Linked DNA regions of Sus scrofa: region 2 is linked to region 1. A link is a contact called in public Hi-C data. All regions are on one chromosome and are shown on one strand. The core of a region is the stretch at or near the end of the contact, and the rest is flanking DNA. Distances in the headings are between cores, read along the strand shown.

Region 1 (5,300 bases), core at 512-3,011:
TGAATCAAAAGATCATAATAAAAATGCTTTGGAGGTATGTTTCTTACATTAACTGAGTTTAGCTAATTTCCTGTCACTCTGTAAAATAATAACGGTAATAAAGAAACTGAAAATGCAACCCACTATCTTCTAAAACTTACAAAATCTGGTTTAAGAAGAGAAAAAGATCCAAGTGAAATAGCAAGGAACAGCTGTGGTATTACAATTGCTTCTTTTTAATTGGTTCACATCAGCTGTGACTCCTCATAACTTCACCTAGACAACAAAGTCAGTTCCACAGAGCCTAAGTATGTGGGAACCTGCAGAGCTTCCTCTTTTCTCTGGGGATGAGGACAATGATAAAAGGTGTTCTGTTTTCCAGCAGTCCTGTAAGAGGAGCCATTGAGCTGGGCTGCATAACCAGACAACAACACAGGGAAATTCAGATCAAAGCAAGGGTGCATGCCAGGGTAATACGCAATAAAACCCTTTGCCAAAGCATTAAGGGGGAAAAAAAAAAAGGCAAAGAGGTGAAGAGAACCTGCTGGACTACGTTCTTATTAACATTGAGAGGCAGGAAGAAACAAAATCTGCCTTACAGAGAAGCAGAGAAAACAGTGTCATAGATATGTTGGAGTATTTCTATAGACCAGTATGACTATATAGACATATTACCAATGAACTAAAAAGTGCATTTTAGTTAACTGGTAATGTAGGGTAGTTTCATGTACATATATATGAGTATATGACCACTGACTAAACCCCAAAACCAAGTGTTCTAGATAAACAGATATGAGACTAGAGGCATATTTTCAATTAACCCACTGCTTTTACAGTAAGAAACAAAGAAATACTATTTGAAAAAACAGCAGAGGCAGAACGAGGTGACGATCTGATGGAGTAATACATCTTTTTTCCTCATACCCTTTTTAATGATCTCTGATTCTCTCATTTCATAGGTGACACACACACCATTACGTCTCCGGAAACAAAGGAGGGTCTTTAATTCTCCGGCCTGAGGACGCACACACGCCCCCTACTCACAGACAGGCCCGCACCTGACTTTCATTAAATGAGTTAGCCGAGGCGAGAGGTCTTACCCCAGACCACAGTTTACACACAGTGACAAATGGGCACGAGACAAACGCCACAAAGAAAGGGGAGGAGCAGATGGGGACCAGGAAAACACTGCCACGCCGCACCCCCCACGGCGCGTTCCCATCGCCAAAACGCAGGCAGCCGTCCTAGCCAACCTCGTCCTCCCTGCTCATCCTAGGAGCCTCCCACGCCCGGGGACCCGACGCCGGGCACTGGCTAGGAGGGCGTTCGGGGTGCCCCGCACCGTCCCTCTGTGACCTCCCGGGGACAGCCCCGCGCCTCCCTTTGTGCGTGACCCACCCTCCGGATCGGGGCGGACCCTCCTCCGCGTCCCTCCCGACCTGGGGCAGCTGTCCCACCCCTCCCAGCTCCCCGCGGAGGCGCCAGGAGTGTGAGTGGGGGAGGCTGGAGTGGGCCCACGGTCTCCTCAGCATCCCGAACCTGGACCCGCCCGGTCCACTAAGCCCCAGACTGGGGGTGACGACCCTCGGCGCCCCCGCCCTTGCTTGCTCACTTACTCTGTCGTGCCCGCGGCGTCGGCGGCGGCGGCGGCGGCGGCGAGCGTGGCAGGACCGTCAGCGTCTGGAGGCTAGCGGCTGGCGTCTGCCGGGACCTAGCGCGGCTGAGGTGGCAGCGGCGGACTGCGCGCAGCGGCCCCGGCGAGGGGCGGGCCCGGTGGGGGAGGGGCGGCACCGCGCCTCTCATTCATGCAGCGGGGGCGGGGTGAGGGACCCGGATGCCCGGGCAGCCCCGCCCACCTCCCTGAGATCGTCCTGACTTCAGAGTCCGCAGTGCGCAGGCGCGGAGCGCGGTGGCCAGTCCTCGCTCCGCCCGTTGGGGTTGTCCCAGGGCGGAGCTGTCTTCCTCCGCCTGTGTTTAGTATTTTTTCTTGTCCTATAAGCATTTTTTAAAGGGAAAGCTTGGAACGCTACCTCTTTCCTAGCACCCAGACTGCCAGCATTCCGGGTCACAGGAGTCCGATAGATAAGGTGCACATTGCCTCTTTCCTCCATCTGTGTCACCTGCAGCAGATCCTCTCAGACTTCTGATACCCAGAATCTGCCCAAATAGTGGAGAGGAGTGTGTGCAAGAAAGAGTGCATTACTTTATTTATGTGCATCGACCAGGCCCCAGCTCCCATTCCATGGAGCAGGCCAGGAATTGACCTTTGTTTTGAGGAAATCTCAGCCCTTTCTGTAATAAGAAGGTTTAGGGTTTATCTAATGAATCTCCAAAGATCAAGTGGAGGCCCCTTGTCTTTGGCAGGCAGTGTGTTCTGCAGAGACACTCTCCTGTTCCCAGCCCCTTGGTTCTGCTACTCGTGGGCCACAGAACTCTTCGGGGGCTGCTGGGAGTCTCTGAGGCTCTTCGGCTGAGTGTGTGGGCCCTGTAGCTCAGGGAAATTACAGAGACAATTGCCCCACTTTGTTTCAGTCCCTAAATCACCCCTTGAGAGTCTCCTTTCTTCTCCTACCCTCCAAGCCCCCTCACACAAACCATAAACAGCTCAGGGGCTTAATTTTGGGAAGCAAAATAATAGTAGAAAGCGCCTGTAGGCAAGTTCCTTCTTCTTTGGCAAACAATAAATATCCAAGGTAAGGGGGGAAGTAAAGACTAACATCAACGAACATCTCAAGAAGTTCTGTAAGGTAAGAGATGGGTGGAAGCATGGGTAGAGAGAGAGTGGCAAAAGAAAGAGTGCTTATCAACAACCTATCCCTCACCCCCTGTCACTGAAGCCTGTGTCAGGGGTCCTTTTCCCTTCTCTCCCTCCCTTCCTAGCTCAACTGGACCAGTTGCCAGGAGGATCTGCTACCTCTCACTGTTTAAATCAGTCCTCCTCAACTCTCTCTAGCTCTACTGCTGAAGTCTCAATACATTCTTATGCAAGTCAATTCTCATGATATGCAAATCTGCCCATGTTGCTGTCTTTTTCTCTTTCTCTGCCCAGTGGCACTTTAGCACTTCTTTTCTAGCCATTTCCAGAACAGCATCAGAGTGTCTCGCCTTCAGTGCCTGGTGTTCCTGCTTTTCCCTTGATTAGAGAAGCAACACTTACCTAGCAACACTCAACAGTCACTTTTTTTTTTTAAATGAAATTTTATTTATTTATTTATATTTTTTTTGTCTTTTGCTATTTCTTTGGGCCGCTCCCGCGGCATAGAGGTTCCCAGGCTAGGGGTCGAATCGGAGCTGTAGCTACTGGCCGGCGTCTGCAACCTACACCACAGCTCACGGCAACGCCGGATCGTTAACCCACTGAGCAAGGGCAGGGACCAAACCCGCAACCTCATGGTTCCTAGTCGGATTCGTTAACCACTGCGCCACGACGGGAACTCCCTCAACAGTCACTTTTTAATTAAGTCTTCCTTCCTGCCCTCCCCTTGTTGACGGACTTTCTTTTGGAATTCCCACCTGTGCCCATTACCTATTTCTCTCTCAGCACCAGTCACACTTAAAGTTCTACTCATTTGCTTATTTTTTTTTTCTCCAACCAGAATGTGAGCCCTTCCAAGACAGAAACAATGTCTCCTGGGACTTGGCAGGTGACTGGCACACAGTGGGTGTGCAGTGGTTATTGGTGGTGGTGGTGCCCCCTGGTGGGTCAGGGAGGCTCTACAGGGGAAAGAAAGACTGAGTTCCCTTTTCTTTCTCCTCCCTTCCCTCCTTCCTTCCCCTGTCCCATGTATGGAAACATGTTTTGTTTGTTTGTTTAGAGAGCTTAGCTAGGGAGTTCCCTTTGTGGCTCAGTGGTTAACGAATCTGACTAGCATCCATGAGGATGCAGGCTCCATCCCTGGCTTCATTCAGTGGGTTTAAGATCTGGCATTGCCATCAGCTCTGATTCGACCTAGCCTGGGAAACTTCATATGCCGCGTGTGCGGCTCTTTAAAAAAAAAAAAAAAAAGAAAGAAAGAAAGAAAGAAAGAAAGAAAAAAGAAAAAAAATCTTAGCTAGGAATTTGCTAGTCCCAACAGGCTGTAAGTTAAAAAGTGGAGTGCCTCTATCTTGTTTTTTTGTCCTTGTGAAAATTAGAAGGGAAAGAAAAAGAAAAATTTGAGGATGTGAAGAGTAGGGGTTATATTCAGTTGCTATTTTCAGGGAGACCCATGGTATTAAAATTTTGTTGCAGCATCAGCTAGCTAAACTGTCCTTTGGGGTCAGGGAGAAAGTATCTTCTTGGGACTGGACAGATGGAACCTGGCCTTGTAGTTTCCACAATACATAGGGCAGGATCCTACTCTTCTGTCTCTAGTAGTGAATTGTTCCTTTCCCTTTGGGAAAAAAGTCAGAGTTTTTGGTCTCCCAGTGTCTTCAGCTGATCCAAGATACTGTCTGCTTAGTGATGCAGAAGGTCCTACTCCCCCTCACCCCTCTCAACTACCCCCTACTTCTCTAGCTAAAATGCATGTAGTGGGGTATGAGTGCACTAATGGAGGTCTGGGCAGTTTAGGTGGCTGCCCTAAAACAGCAGGCATCCAGAACTTAAAGTAGTGGCTTTCTCAGCTAACCTGCTCCCTTGTTTAGAAGGCAGTGGGCACTTCAGAGGATGTTCCTCTCTCTACCTCCTCTCTCTCTAGTCCTGTTGCATCTTCTTCCTATATTATACTTCCTTTAAAACATTTTCCTCATCCCCAATCCATTTCTCAGGAAACTCAACCCCTACACATATGGTGAAGAGTCCTTCAAGACTTCTCTTCCTTTTGGGAAAAAAAAAAAAGTGACATCTAATTTTAAATTAAATGTTTGTGACTAATTTTGGAATTGCTCTCTGGATGTAGTGGGAACAGGGGCTAGTTTTAGTCATCTTGGATTTGGTGTCCAATACACATGTGTTGAATGATGGCCTGACTGATAAAGGCCAAAATCAGTCTCTCAAATAGAAGCTAGAAATCCAAGGCTGCCCACAGCCCAACCCCTCTGCCTGTCCTCCCTACTTAGTGAGGCCTATCCATTTGTTGAGTGGTAGGCACTATCCCAGAAAAACATCCCTCATATTGGTCAATCACTTGGCCGCTTACGTATCTAGAGCTCTGTTTGGGAGTCCCATTGTTTCTGTGAGAGCCTGAGGTGTGCTCTTGTGTTCCCTTAGCCCCTCTGTCTGAGAATTTCAGAGTCTGCTACTGGAGCTCCTCTTCTAGATCCCTCCCAGTGATCCTCATCTCTTCACAACCCATGTGCATCTCCAAGCAGGGTGTGATCCTTCCCTTAGAGGGATGGAA
Region 2 (5,136 bases), core at 444-2,943, 99 kb before region 1:
ATTCATGAGTCAGTTAAGATGTGTGTTCTAAAAACAAATCAGTAAAATCGCTAAAAAAAGAATTCCAGGATTAGAGCCACACTGTCATTAAGAACTTAATGCATAGACTGTGTGGGGAAGAATCATCGAATTGTTCATCCTGTTGTCCTGTTTTGAAACTGCCTTTCTGTTTTGCAGTTTGAGGAACAGTAGCATCAGGGGTGTGGAAGGGGACCTCTTCCTCCCCTTGGTTGTGGGGCAGCCCGACTCGTGTTGTTGGGTTGTAGATAAGTGTTATGAACATTTTTTAGAATTGTATGTGCATATATATGTATATATTTTTGGCTGCACTCCACAGCATGTATATGTTCCTGGGCTAGGGATTGAACCTGCACTGCAGCTGGATCCTTAACCTGCTGTGCCACAAGGGAACTCCTAAATCAAAGTAGGATTTGAAGTGATATATAAAGAGGTTGCTTTTTCTTTTAAAGTTACTGTGTTTTTCCTTTTTTTTTTTTTTTTTTTTTCTCTTTTTGCCATTTCTTTGTGCCGCTTCCGCGGCATATGGAGGTTCCCAGGCTAGGGGTCTAATCAGAGCTGTAGCCACTAGCCTACGCCAGAGCCACAGCAACGCAGGATCCGAGCCGCGTCTGCAACCTACACCACAGCTCACGGCGACGCCGGATCGTTAACCCATTGAGCAAGGGCAGGGACCGAACCCGCAACCTCATGGTTTCTAGTTGGATTCATTAACCACTGCGCCACGACGGGAACTCCTGCTTTTCCTTTTTAAGTTGCTTAAGTTCATAGGTAAAACCCAGAGTGCATGATTTCCCATATCAGAAAGCTTCAAAGTTTGTCATCTAACTTTGTTTTTACTTTTAATGTTATTATGTTAGTAAATCGGTACTGAATTATTTTTGTTTCTTGTACCTTTTATCTACATCTCGTTTTTTGTAATCTCTGACCTGTTTTATTTTGCTTAATGTTAGAATAAAAGGAGACCCTGTGTAATGTTATATCTTAGTGTAACTTGCCTCTGGCTGAGTTTCTAGCTCTTGTTGAGGTTTCTAGGCAGAATGTGGAGGTGAGTTTCTTAGGTTAACTTTTTTTTTTTTTTAACTTAGATTTTTTTCACATCTTAATAATTACTATGACACGAACCTTTTAGGGAATTTTGTTTCTCAGTTTTCGCTCTTTCTGTCTGCTGACTTCATTTTCCTCTTTGGTTGGCTCTGTTGGCTCTGTTTGTCTCCGATTTGCATTTACATCTAGGCCCCTGGCTCTGGTGTCGGGGACTTGTGGAAGCCTGCTTATTTTAGGCTCTCTGAGTCATGAAGCATTCTCTTGCCTGCACACTGGGGTCAGTGTGACTGTTGTCGTGAAAGCTTTGTATAGATTCTTCTCAGGCCTTTCTCTTTCATTCTCTGCTGTTCTCGTCTTACACGTCTTGGTTTGTAACAACCTCTCTCAGTCCTGTCTTTTACCAGATAATAGGTTCTGGGTCTGCAGAGCAACTCAGTATAATGGTTAACTCTGTCTCTTCTTCTTTTTTTTTTTTTTTTTGTTCTCAAATAGAACACAGATATAGAAAAGCACATAATGTGTAGAGGTAACTGTTGAATTCTGTCCTCTGGCTGTGACTGAGGGTCTCTGGGTGCCGCCAAGTCTTACCCAGCTGCGTCCCTCCTGCAGTTTCTGACTTCCTTTCACAACACATCCGTGTGGCTGCTTGTTTTTAAAACCAGGAAATCGAGGGAAAGAGCAGGCTTCAGCCTCTGTTGTGTGGCCACATGTTATTTGGAGAAGCTTTTCTTGTAAAATAGACTGGGCTTTGGTTATTTCTGTTCTTTTAGAGACTTCTCGTACGTTCTTCAAACCCACAAGCAAGTCTTTCAGGATCGTCCCGTGTTCCTTTTTCAGTCATTTCTCTTTAAAGTACTTGACTGTCTGATCTCATCCTATGGAGACCTTGATGGATTTTGTGTCATTGAAATCAACTATACTAGGAAAAAAAACTTACGGAAAAAAAAAAAAGATTTTGTATCATTGTTTGATTATTCTGATTCCTATTGGCATTCTCTTTCTGCCAGTATGGGTTTTGTCTCATGTTCTTTTGTATTTAACCCTTGTTTTGGTTTCAGTTTGGGTTGTCAGGTCTTGGTTGTACTGGACCTCGACTGCTTTTGCTGCAGCAGATGGTCCGGCATGGTCTTCCTTCAGCTGCTGCTTCTCTGTCTCACCCTCGGCCCTCCCCTCAGGTGCTTCTGTTGTTCTTCCCCGCTCTCTGCAAGCTGCCTTAGGACGCTCTTGTCCTCTGCTGCCCTGAGCGCTGCCCAGCTCCAGCCACCCGGTGACTCCCTGGGTGTGGCTGCGTGGCTGCCCGGCCACCCCAGCCTTGCCCGTGCTCTGTGGAGCCCCCTTTGTGGCTTTCTGCATCTCTCGCTCATGTGTCCTTGTTCTCAGGGGTGGTGTCAGCGGGTGTGTGGGAGGGGCCTCAGCCTCCCTGCCACCTTCATTCCCTTCTTTACATGAGTCTTGAATTCATCCTACCCGCTTCCTGCTCCCCTTTCCACCTGCAGCCCAGCCACGCCCTCACCCTCCATGAGCTGCCCCCACTTCTCCTGCTTCCTTACACTTCATCTCATCTTCCTTGGTTCTGGAGTTTACTGCAAATGCTCCAGGTCCCTGCTGCTTCTCACCCAGAACACAGCGCAGGCCCTGTCTCTTACAGACGGGGCCCCTGCGGGCCTCGTAGCTTGTGGGGCCCCCACTGTGGGTTCTGGTCTGACGCGACAGGGTCCTCCCGGGCCTGGGCACTCCTCAGAGCTTCTCTGCTCCAGGCTGGCCTTGAGCTTAGCAAAGTGGGCCTCAGGAAACTGGTGTCAGGAGTTAAGGGCTGTGTTGGCTTTAATCATATTGATAGTAATTTAAATAAATCTAAGGAGAATTGCTCTTATTTTTCTTTTCTTTCTTTTTTTTTTTTTCAGGGTTATTTTGGAGCTGTTGGAGCCCTTCTTGAGCTGTTGAAGATACCCTGATACCTGGGGAGAGGTTCCTGGAACTTTCCACAATGGGATCTGTGGACTTGTTTTTTTTTAAGAGACTCATTCAGTTTTATGATTGTGTGCTACCTGAATCAGAGCGAGAAAGGACGAGTGTATTTTTCTAAGTCATCAAGATAAATCCTTAAAAATTCAGTCTAAACTAATAACCAGTAAGGAAAGATATATATTAAAAAAAAAGTGGACCATGTCCATGTTGGCGAGGATTCATTGTATTTAATTGCTCTTCACTGTAGCTTTGTTCAACGTGCTGTGTTAGTTTAAAATTCAGCATCACTCAGTGGAGCTGCTTCAGAGGAGACCTGTTCTGTGTTCTACCGCCTGTGACTTTGTGTCCCATTGAAGTCGCTAAATGTAAGGAAGCTACTTTGTATTATAATCTAATCACAAATTTGTTAATATGGCTTTGGAGATCATCTTCTGTGCGGTAACTGTCATGTGCGTTTAGCCTTTTGTGAACATGTTGAGAAACGTGTTTCAAGGTTCTGCAGACTTACTGAGCAGGTTAATTCTGTGCCTGTACTGTTAACAGTTAAGCATCTTTGGGGAGTGCAGTTCCAGGTTGTTTATGCCATAGATCCCGGGAAGGTCTGTTAGGGAGGACAGGACTTCTGTCCGGGCAGAATGTCCTTGGATAGCGGGAGGGGTTGAATTGACATGGTGAAAGTTTAGCTGGCAGAAAACACGCATCTGGAAGACTAAAAGCAGACAGAGCTGCTGGTATCAACGTCTTTTTAAGGAACGGGGTGCGGTTACTTCAGGTCAGTTGAGGTGTTCCTGTGGGGAGCAGGGTGCGGCTCTCCTGCCTTCCTCTCCCACCCCCTGCCTTGTGCTTGTCGGAAACTGCCTGGCAGGCTGGCTCAGTTGCCTGGTGGGGATGCTGCCTGTGAGAGGCTCAAAAGGCTGTGTGAGGAGAGACAGGATTCTAGACGGAGTCTTGGTAGAGGTTGACTGAACCTTTTCCTTCTGCTGTGCAGAATAATTTTAAAAACCGTCTCCTTGCAGAGGGAGCAACATTTGTATCTTATTTTTTGTAATTGGTGCCTGTATCCCTGTTGAAGGCTGTGAAGATTCTGTATAAAGCAGCCTCTGGACTAGAAGGAAACACCAAGGCTCTGTGGCCTCTTTGCGCCCCTTGGTTTCAGGGGAGGAGAATGGCCTGGGAGGGACCTGACATGGGAGGCAAGGTCCCAGGGGACGGAGAGGTGCAGGAGGGTGGGGCTGGGTGGCTGAAGGGGGAGAGGCTTGTCTGTTGTCAGAGCCATGGTCCCTTCACCTGCAGGAAGGGCAGAGCAGGGGGACGGTGTGTGTGTGGGGGTGGTGGTGGTGTCAGCCTAATGCCATTTGGATCCTGGATGGCCACTTTTGCACACTTTGCTAGGCACGTGGGAGTTGTAGGTGCTGCGGGCTGGTGCAGGCCGTGGAGCTGGAGGGATGCTGCGGGGATGGGAATTGCAGGCCCTGGTGTGATTGACCTCTGCTGCTGTCCCTCCTGGGCCTCAGTCTAAGCCACCTCCAGTCCTGTCCCTCTGTCCTCACTGGCTGCTTCCAGCCATGTGCCTGGAGGCCCCACCTTACTCCCACAGCCCCCAGAGTCAGCGCCACCACCCACCTCCTGCCCTACGCCCTCCTCCCCACTTCGTCTGGGCAGAGCACTGACCTTTGGAGAAAGGAGGGACCCCGAGGAGCCCACTGCCAGGGGAGACCCAGGCCGGCCTCCAAGGCCTCGTAGGGTCCCGCCTGCTCTTCCCCGCCACCTGCACTTAACTGTGCTTGTGAGGCTGTGCCAGTGCTTTTCGTGGGTCATCTCATGAAATCTTTGTCATCCCCGCAACTTAGCAGAGGACACCTGCCTAAAGTCACATAGCTGGAAGCTTTCCTCTTGTGCCTTTCACCTCCAGGGATCTACCACTTGCTGCTCTGTGACTTCACTTTGTGCCTTGTGCTCAGCCCATCTATCAGTGCAGTGGTAAATCCTGTTGCTGGATCTAATGAACATGTCATCTTCCTCTTGCTCTTCCTTCTGCCTCCTAGGCCACTTCTGTCTCTACCGCTTCATTCTCCTCTGAAGACGGTTGGTTATTGCCAGCTT

Evidence for each region. Hi-C and Micro-C count contacts between places; a contact is called where the count stands out from the background.
Region 2: a Hi-C map of skeletal muscle shows a contact between it and region 1, with 2.4 times the contacts expected there. The contact joins the enhancer-like site here to the promoter of RNF24 in region 1. A contact is called at or near these places in 2 of 5 promoter capture datasets (fetal liver and liver), 9 of 47 Hi-C or Micro-C datasets (alveolar macrophages, blood, embryonic fibroblasts and 3 more) and 2 of 2 datasets of contacts at active chromatin or transcription factors (alveolar macrophages and skeletal muscle).

The regions. Positions count from the first base shown.
Region 1 is chr17:31,701,816-31,707,115 of Sscrofa11.1, reverse strand. RNF24 (RING finger protein 24) reads right to left here and starts at 1,761. Exons shown (of 6, transcript XM_021078063.1): 1 at 1,596-1,761.
Region 2 is chr17:31,800,793-31,805,928 of Sscrofa11.1, reverse strand. It overlaps PANK2 (pantothenate kinase 2, mitochondrial), which reads left to right. Exons shown (of 7, transcript XM_021078060.1): 7 at 2,970-5,136. The coding sequence ends at 3,020. Among named protein-coding and RNA genes, the nearest start is that of MIR103-2, 5.6 kb to the left of the region's middle. Within about 2 kb of position 1,693, at least 11 of the 83 cell types and tissues checked have an H3K27ac peak or open chromatin away from gene starts, as enhancers often do. A contact at or near this core is called in skeletal muscle, where this site is marked.